2 separate regions of the Mus musculus genome follow, and region 2 is linked to region 1. The links are chromatin contacts, called in public promoter capture Hi-C maps. All regions are on one chromosome and are shown on one strand. The core of a region is the stretch at or near the end of the contact, and the rest is flanking DNA. Distances in the headings are between cores, read along the strand shown. Region 1 holds the start of Irgm1 (immunity-related GTPase family M member 1). Region 2 holds the start of Flt4 (FMS-like tyrosine kinase 4).

Evidence for each region. Promoter capture Hi-C pulls out the DNA fragments that hold promoters and counts their contacts.
Region 2: a contact with region 1 is called in a promoter capture Hi-C map of embryonic stem cells, with 3 times the contacts expected there. The contact joins the promoter of Flt4 here to the promoter of Irgm1 in region 1. A contact is called at or near these places in 3 of 39 promoter capture datasets (embryonic stem cells, hippocampal neurons and stem cell-derived epiblast-like cells) and 1 of 115 datasets of contacts at active chromatin or transcription factors (large pre-B cells).

Annotation. Positions count from the first base shown.
Region 1 is chr11:48,869,730-48,873,949 of GRCm38.p6, reverse strand. Irgm1 (immunity-related GTPase family M member 1) reads left to right here and starts at 2,530. Exons shown (of 3, transcript NM_008326.2): 1 at 2,530-2,856.
Region 2 is chr11:49,608,263-49,612,523 of GRCm38.p6, reverse strand. It overlaps Flt4 (FMS-like tyrosine kinase 4), which reads right to left and starts at 2,845. Exons shown (of 30, transcript NM_008029.3): 1 at 2,697-2,845. The coding sequence starts at 2,754.

The DNA.
Region 1 (4,220 bases), core at 1,281-3,780:
CTGGAGAGGGCAGCTGCAGAAAGGATAAAATCCTTGCCGAGCCCCAACTGTCAGCTACTTGGTTTCCTTGTACGAGTCAAAGTGCAATTCCAGATACTGAAGAACTGAGGTGTGTCTCTGTGACAGCTGGAGGAGATAAGTCGCCTCTGTGGGTGCTTTGTGAGAGGAGGAGGAGGAGAGGAGCCGTATGAAGCCCTATCTCTGTCCCTGTGGGAGCAGGAGACCAGGAAAGCCCTTTCAGTCAGAGTCCTCTGTGCTGCAGCCGACAAGCCTTTCCTGTGTGAGTTGGAGTCACAGATAGGAACAAGGCCCATGAGAAGCCAAGTGCTGCGCTTGAAGCTAAGACACCTACACTACCCCTGACAGAAATACTGGGGCTCTTTTTTTCAGTCACAAAGAAAGTAGCAGATGATTTCATTATCCTAGCACAGTAGTGAGTACAAGACTCTGTAGGCTCGGTGACCTCAAGTGTGTGTGTGTGTGTGTGTGTGTGTGTGTGTGTGTGTAGATTTATGAGTGTCTGTATGTACATGTATATGCCTTATTATGCAGGATAGGTGTGAGATCGTGATTGACAGGTCACCAGCTATGTCCAAGACCTTGGTTCCCAAGAGTGAATCTCCATGAATCTTTCTGTAAGGAGTAACTAACATGGTGTGGCGATTAATGAACTGTACCAGGGTCTCCCTGCTGAACAACAGGGTGAAAAGGCAAGTCCCCACACTTCGGTGTCAGAGAAAAGTAAACAGAGAAATGCCTATACTGTGCTTTTGTAACTGTTGACTCTTCCTTTCCTTTCTACAGTGAATGAATGATTAACCAGAGTAAGAACCTGGTACTAAGACAGGATCTTGATTAACTCAGCCTTTGCTCGTCTTGATAGTTCATGCTTTTAGCTCCAGCACTCAGGAAGCAGATGCAGGTAAACTCCGTAAGTTCAAGGCCAGCCTGGTCTACACAGAGAGTAGGTTAGGGAAGCCAAAGATTCTCGGCCAGTGACATTTTTAAGGACAGACCGCCTGTGTTCTGATTATTGACTGTGTACACACAGCATCCTGCCCTGAGGAATCTTTACCTGACACCCAGTTATAACAAACCCTGCTGTGCCCAGCCTCAGTTCCTCCGCAGGAGCAAGAGCCTGAGAGAACTAACTCTGAGCTCAAGGGAGACCCTGGCCCTGGGGAAACACAAAGTGCTGAGTTGAAATGCTGGCTCACTGAGACAGAAGGTTCCAGAAACTCTCTTCCTGGCCTTCCTGTACTGTGCTCAGACCTGTTCCTGTTTGTTCTTATAGAAATCACATAAAGAAAGCAGGACATACAGATTGTCCAGTCTCTCAAAGACAGACATTGAAACTAGCCTGCTTTCTCCTCAGGCTTTGAGGAGAAGCTGAGGGCTTAGAGGAATCAAACAAGGACAGATCCTGGCTATCACTCAAGGCCTCCAGTTCATTAAACAACAGCTCACACTTGTTCCTCTTCTCAGCAACTCAGTCTTTTCCGGTAAGGAGAAAGAGAAAGCCACCAGCGCCGGTAGAGGATCACATTACTGGTCACTTGGAGGGGTGACAAAGGGCTCCTTGTGACCAGAGGATCACATTGCCCAAACCTCTGGGCAATACTGAGCCTGTAATGGGCAGAAGTAGAGTTTGGAACACTGGTTAGTGCCTGTGTGAGGAGCCGCCTCATTCCTCCTGGCCCAATCTGTCTCCCTCTCGCAGTGACTATGGAACAGGCTCAGCTCTGCCCCTCTTTGCTGTGCAGTAAGAACTCACCGGTAGGTACAGAAGAGCAGCAGAGAGAATAACAGCCGCCCGACACTCTGAAAGCTACTTGGCTCCTCTTCGCTGCCCCCTCTGTCACTGTGACCGTGGCCGGTTGCTTTAAAAAAAAAAAATTCTGTTTTTCTTCATGAAAACGTTACACAGGGGTCAGTGCTTCTATGCCATGGTCAAAGCGTCCAGCCCCTGCGTTTACTCTCTAATAATCTACCTCCTAGATCTGAGGAAAATGAAGTATGTCCCCTCTCAGCTCATACCCTCTTCCCTCTCAAACACTAACGAGGACAAGAACCCGATTCTCGACTCCCTGGTGCTCTGACATTCTCCTTTATATAGAGAGGTGTGATTAATCAAGTGAGCCGGCAAACGGGGTAAACGATCATACAGAACAAGGTCTCAGTGCAGCCTCCAAGCTCGGGGTGGCCTGAGGTTGCTGGGTCTGGAGGTTAGCATTGCCCAGGGCCAGCATCTCCACAGGTGGTATCCACGGAAAGAAGTAGCAGGTTCAGACACTGGAAGGTCTGACGCGGGGCTGGCTGTTAAAGTCCCTAAACAGACACAACTCCAACCCCAACGCCCCCACCCTCCACTTCCACCACCACCTCCAATCCCTCATCCCGACCCCTGTTGACGGTGAGTCAGCACAGCAGGGTTCTGCTCCTCTTTGAAGACTACTATGCAGCCCGCCCAGCCTAATCCTGAAAACTAGCCTGTTTCAAGAAATAGAAACCGAAACTGATTCTCAATTCGAGTCCGTCCCCCCCCCGCTCCCCCGCTGGGCCCAGGCAGGCATATCTCCGGTCTAGAAAGTGCAGGACAAAAAGCAAGGTCTGCTCGAAGACCAGAAGCTGAAAGAAAATCCACGCGATCAGACCTCCTCTTGGTTCGTCTCCTCTCAGAAGGACTCCAGACCTCTGCATCTCATCTCTCAACATCCGGGTCTATATTCCAGTTTTGGATCTCTACATAGGGAACTTCTGCCGGAGGACAGCAACGTTTTTGTCCTAGGAAGAAAGGGGTGACGTTCCAGGAAGGCCACTAACATCGAATCACACATAATAACTCCTCTGGATCAGGTAAGTAAAAGTCTCTTAAATGTAGCTTGGCCACCCCCAATCTAATATGAATCCCCCAATATAATATGAACGGTAAAACCGTGAAAACAGGTCATGTGACCTTGGGGTCTGGTTTCTTTTGCTCAGGCAGTGTCCACAGCAGAGCCTCACTTTGACTGTCTAGTACCACACAGCCCTGCTGTATCTTTGCTGTTCAGATATATCTAAACCACCAGCCTGGAGGCAAATGCGTACCTCACCTTATTTCTGGCCTTGTGGTTCTTCTAATGCTGGCTAAATTTGAAGGAGGGCAGAGCGTGCCAACCCATATTCTCTTGGAATTTAAGATAGCGTCTCTTCATAGCTCCACAAAATAAACGCCCAGGATTAGAATGGACCACAGGCAATATCTAGGATACATGAAAAAAATAGGGGGGGGGGGAGGTTTGTTTCTTATCTGGACTACCCATGGAATAGGAATCTCAGAGTAGGTTTTGAGTATAAGGTATCATAGTGACCTTTTTGTCTGACTCCATTAAAATGTTTTATTTGCATTGGAGAAAGTGTCTCTGTTTAAGGAACCACCTCCTTCACTAGTCTGTAAGTTTATAGTTAATGAGATGGGAGCTTTTCAAATACCATCTTCCCAGAGCATGTGGGTTCAGTACTGTCCCCATTCACCGTGAGCAAGTTTATCACACTTTCCAAAGATAAATAAATATCAGAGGGAATTGTGTGGTCCCTGCTACCTTTCATGCAGCTATGGGCAAGTGTGTGCGAGCATGCTCTCCGTTCTGTGTCGGTTGCGAGACTCGAAAGACATTTCCTCACGGGTCTCATCCTCTTTCCCAGATTGACAGCCACAAGGATCTATATTCTTCTTTGGGGATCTTCGCCCCTGTGCAGAGAGGTGAAATAGGAGTATAATCTGGTCATGATCCTCAAAAAAGGAAGTGGAGGGTCACTTGAATCCCAGAAAGAATTCTAAGGGCTCTTTGTAAATACTGGGTTGGAGTTCTGAGGCACGGTATCCCAAGGCTGTCCACACCAACATTCCTGTGTGGCTCCTGGAGGATCCTGCAGCTTCATACAGTTATCCATGCCCTTTCCCAGTCTGCTTGTAATGTATGGACTTCAGCAGCCCTCCTGAGAGTTACTGGCTCCTGCGTGCAGCTGTGACCTGCACCATCCCGGGTGTGCAGGCAGGTCCAGGGTCCAGCACCGGGTGCTCTCGGGTGTGCAGGCAGGTGGGAAGTCTCCATCTACAGTCACAGTTACATAAATAGTTCTGAGAAAGCATGGTTTGCTCTCATCTTCTACTCTGGTGAGTGGAACTCAGTTAAGTAAAACCAATACAGAACTAGACCCTGGCTAATGATAGGTGA
Region 2 (4,261 bases), core at 1,596-4,095, 740 kb before region 1:
GAGAAACTGCAGTAAAGGGTCGTGGTGGTGACAACTGGCTTCCTGTGAAGCCCACAGGCAGTAGCTGGGTGTCTCTGAGCACGTTCATCCTCATGCTTTAGAAATCCAATGCCACTTCAGTCTGGCACTTGGAAAACCCCTGCAGGATGGGGTCGTGCCCCTGTCCTTCCTGCCATCCTGAGCAGGTGATGTGTGTGTGTGGCTGTAGCTGCACAGAGTCACAGTCTCTCTGACATGCTGGGAAGTTTGCCAGACTTTTCACCACACTGTTCCAGGCCTGGCTTTGATGAGGGATCAGGGCCCCTTTTGCTACACTGCTTCTGAGAGACACTTACATTTCAGTCCCCAGAGCTCTGAGCTAGGACTAGAAGGCCACAGAAACAGGTAGATCCCACTGTCTTGGACCTGGATTATACCTAAGAGCAGGAATATCAGAGAGATAGGCAGCCACGTTTGATGTAGACCATGGCAAGGCAGACCATCATTAGATGAAGCCAGCAGTCCCTCTGTGTCACCTGCTAGCTTCCCTCCAGACTAAAGTCCCGAGACAGAGTTTATTAAAGCTGTCATCTGCCCTTTTCTACAGGGATCCTGCTGGGTTATAGAACTAGATCAGGACACCAAGCCAAGCTCAAGTCCAAGGAGCCCCTCCCGCCCTGCCTGCCCCTGAACACACGCAGGACACTGGTGCTCAGTGGGGAAAGGAGACCTCAGGACCTTAAGGACTTTGGGGCACAGCTAAGACTAAAGTGTGAGTCTGTTGCCCTTGAGGGCTTCATTTAGGGTCCCCAGGCTTCACACAGGTCTCCTACTCCTGTTTGCCTTCTCTTAGGGATTTTTTTTTCTTTCTATACCCTACCACGGAGCTATTCACCCCATCTTCTGCACTTAGAGATTTGTTCCTGCCATAGCATCCCCCACCAGGCTGGGAGCTCCTGGATCGGTTTTCACCAGGAGTGAGTGGGACCAGGCACAGGGCTCAGGGAGGCTTGGTCTCTATTTACATTGGCAGCCCTGCTCCCTACATTCCCCACCCATGCTAGGCCACCCTATCAAACTATCTCCTCTCCTCTTCACAGCCCATGTGGTCATGGGTGCCTACTTCAGGGAGCACTCCCACCTTCCTTCATTTCTACGGACCTCTGCCTGCTGCTCCTTGCATCTCTGCAATGTACCTGTCTTCCTTTCAGACCGCTTACCCCAGGATTCTAGCAATGGGGAGGGGAAAGAATTTGTACAGCTTACATTCCAGCCAATGCAACCTCCCGGAGCCTCAGATACCTTTCTTGGCTGAATGTGGGAGGTCTCCTGGGCCCAGGGAAGTCTCATTCCTCATCCATCTTGCCCAGCTAGAGCCCTGTTTACTTCTTCCACACATTCACTCCCTTAACAAACATATCCTGAACACTGGCGAGAAGCGTTATCCAGGGTTGGGGCAGTGGAGCAAGAAACAGCCAAAGGGCCAGTCATCCTTCAGTGTCTACACAGATTCAATCACATCTCGCTCAGCTTCGCTGTCTGACCGTACAGGGTGCTACAGGGTGCGAGCTGAGAGCGAGGCTCCAATATCAAAACTTGCATTAATTAGTTCCCTTCCTGCCGGCTCCTGAGGAATTGGGAGGTTACACGTTCCCCACTTATGTAAAAAAGGGTTCATACTCTTGTGGGAATAAAAGATGAAACATTCAAAGTCAATTTCTACGGCATACAGACATACAGGTTTCTCTCTCCGAGGTCTTTCTGCACGTCTCCGTCAAGCATCAGGGGCTCTGTGATGACCCAGTCACCTTGGGTTTCCAGGGACAGCGGCTCCTGAGCGGATGCCGGGCTCATCCCCCGCCTAATCCCCAGTGCTTCCTTCCTGGCCCCTCCACACAGCTCCTCTGCTTCCAGAGACTCTTCAGCACCGCAGAGCCAAGCTCTCAACACAAACTTGAACCTTCCGTTCCCTGTTCCCAAGGCTCTCCTTGCAGCCTCTGCTTTATGATTCAAATCTTCTATCCTTTCTAATCCAGAGATCCCCTCAAATCCCTGGACGCCCTGGCCCTTCACCTCGACGTGGATCGGTCTGGAACTAGGGACTCAAGATTCGGCTTAGGTTTCAACTTGAATCTAGGATCATTTGCAAGGTTCCTACAGTGGGGTGCGGGGTGGAGTGTCCCAAGTCCTCAGTCCTAGCCCAGGAGAAGGTAGACGCCCGTCCGGAGCGCCCTCTGGGGGACCTCGGGTTACCGATCTTCAGTGCAGACGCAAGGCGTCGGGAAGTGCGCACCCAAGTGCGGGGTCGGGTGTGGATCAATGGGGAAATGATTCACGCTGGAGGATCGGGACCCAGAGGCAGTGAGCCCTGGACTTCCTGGGGACTGAGTAAGAACCCGAAGGATCCAGGGTAAGGATGCATTTCACTACGGACCGGACCGTAGACTTAAGACTGGGACCTGGTCATAGCTCCGCCACCCTGTTCGTGACCCGGCTGCAGTCCTCACCCATTCTTTCCTGCTCCCCGCGGTCCCGGTCCCTAGCCCCCGGCTCCCATGACTTCCCTGGTTCCAGCGGGCGTCCTCATACCTAGGTTCCCAAACTGCCCCGTCCCTCCGCCCGCCCCGTCGGTGCGGTCTCACCACAGGCCCCTGGTGCGCAGCGGGCTCCGGGTGGTTAAGCGGGAGCGGAGGTTGGGCTGTGGCCCGGGCGCTCACCTTGGAGGAGTCCGAGGCAGAGCCACAGGCGCAGGTTCAGCGCAGCGCCCGGCTGCATCTCCGGCCCCTGGGCGCGGGTGGGACCTGCGCGGCCGCAGCTCTAGGCTGGGAGTGAGAGCGCGCGCCGAGGCGCCGGCGGGGCGCGGACCGGTCAGCGGCCCGGGGGCGGAGCCGAGGCGGCCCGGGGCGGAGCTCCGGGGGAGGAGGGTCACCGTAGCCTCAGCCCGCCCCTCGCCCCTCTCTGTCCCTTCCAGCTTGCCCCAGGAGAATCCAGCCTGGGTAGGGAGAGCGCCCACTTTGCGTACGTTAAAGGCTCCCAGTTCCAAAGCAGCCATCAACAAGCACAAACTCCAGGGCCACTGCGGGTGGGCGAGGAGTGCAGGTGACTGCACTGTCCCCCGTGCGCGTTGTGGCGCCGGAGAATGAACAAAACCGCATAGTATCGTTTTCTGCATTTCCCTTCCATCCATAAGCAGAGCGGCAACGAATATAACGTTAAAACGGCTGTACATTAAATCTTAGCAAGCGCCCTGCAGAAGCCAGATCTCTCTATAGTGTGAAAGACAGGCTTTCGCTTTAGCTTCCCCACCAAATACTTTTGCTCTGAGCTCATTCTAAGTCTTTTTTATCAGGTGACACTTCACTTTCTGTTTTGGCAAACGCTCTCGCACAGACTTCCTTTTTCTTTGTGGTTCCTTTGCTAGAATTTTCCTATTTCAAAATATATCCCAAATGACAATGACGATTTCAACCTTTTTCTGCTCTTATGTACTGCGTTCCCACTGTTCCCACGATCCCCACCTACCAGCCCGGACTCATCCTTGCCAAAAGTCAAGGCCAGACTGTTGTTGATGATGACCTTTTAAATAGTCGCCAACTCTCTCAACCACAGAACAGGAATGAAACTCCTAGGTATGCGTGTCTTTAACATCTGTAGACAGCGCTAACTAGTTTTTCATTTTAGCTTGTACTGAAATCACATTATGGTGTTGTTAATTGGCTTTTCCCTAACTGCCACTGAGGCTAAGAATATTTATTTACTTATTTATTTATCTATTTATTTATATTTATCTTTAATTCACTTTGCATCCCTATAACAGTCCCCCTCCCCTCTTCCCAGTCCCATCTTCCAAATCCCTCCTCCCATTGTCTTCTCCCCTTCTTCTCAGAGAAGGGGGATTCCACCCCGCCCCCCATCTTGGCTACCACCCACCCTGGAACATCTAGTTCCAGCAGGACTAGGCACATTCTCTTCCACTGAGGCCCAACCAGGCAGTCCAGGTAGGGTGAAGGGGAATCCAACGGCAGGAAACAGAGACTTGAGACAGACCCTGTTCTACTTGTTAGGGGACCCACATGAAGACCAAGCCGCACATTTGCTACAGATGTGTAGGGGGAGCTCCTACATGCTCCCTAGTTGGTGGCCCAGGCTCTATGCGCTTCCATGTTCCTTGACTCTATGGGTCTTCTTGTGGCGTCCTTGACCCCTCTGACTTGCTCATTTCTATCTTCAGACTCTTCCATAAGACTCCCCAGGCTACACCTGATGTTTGGTTGTAGGTGTC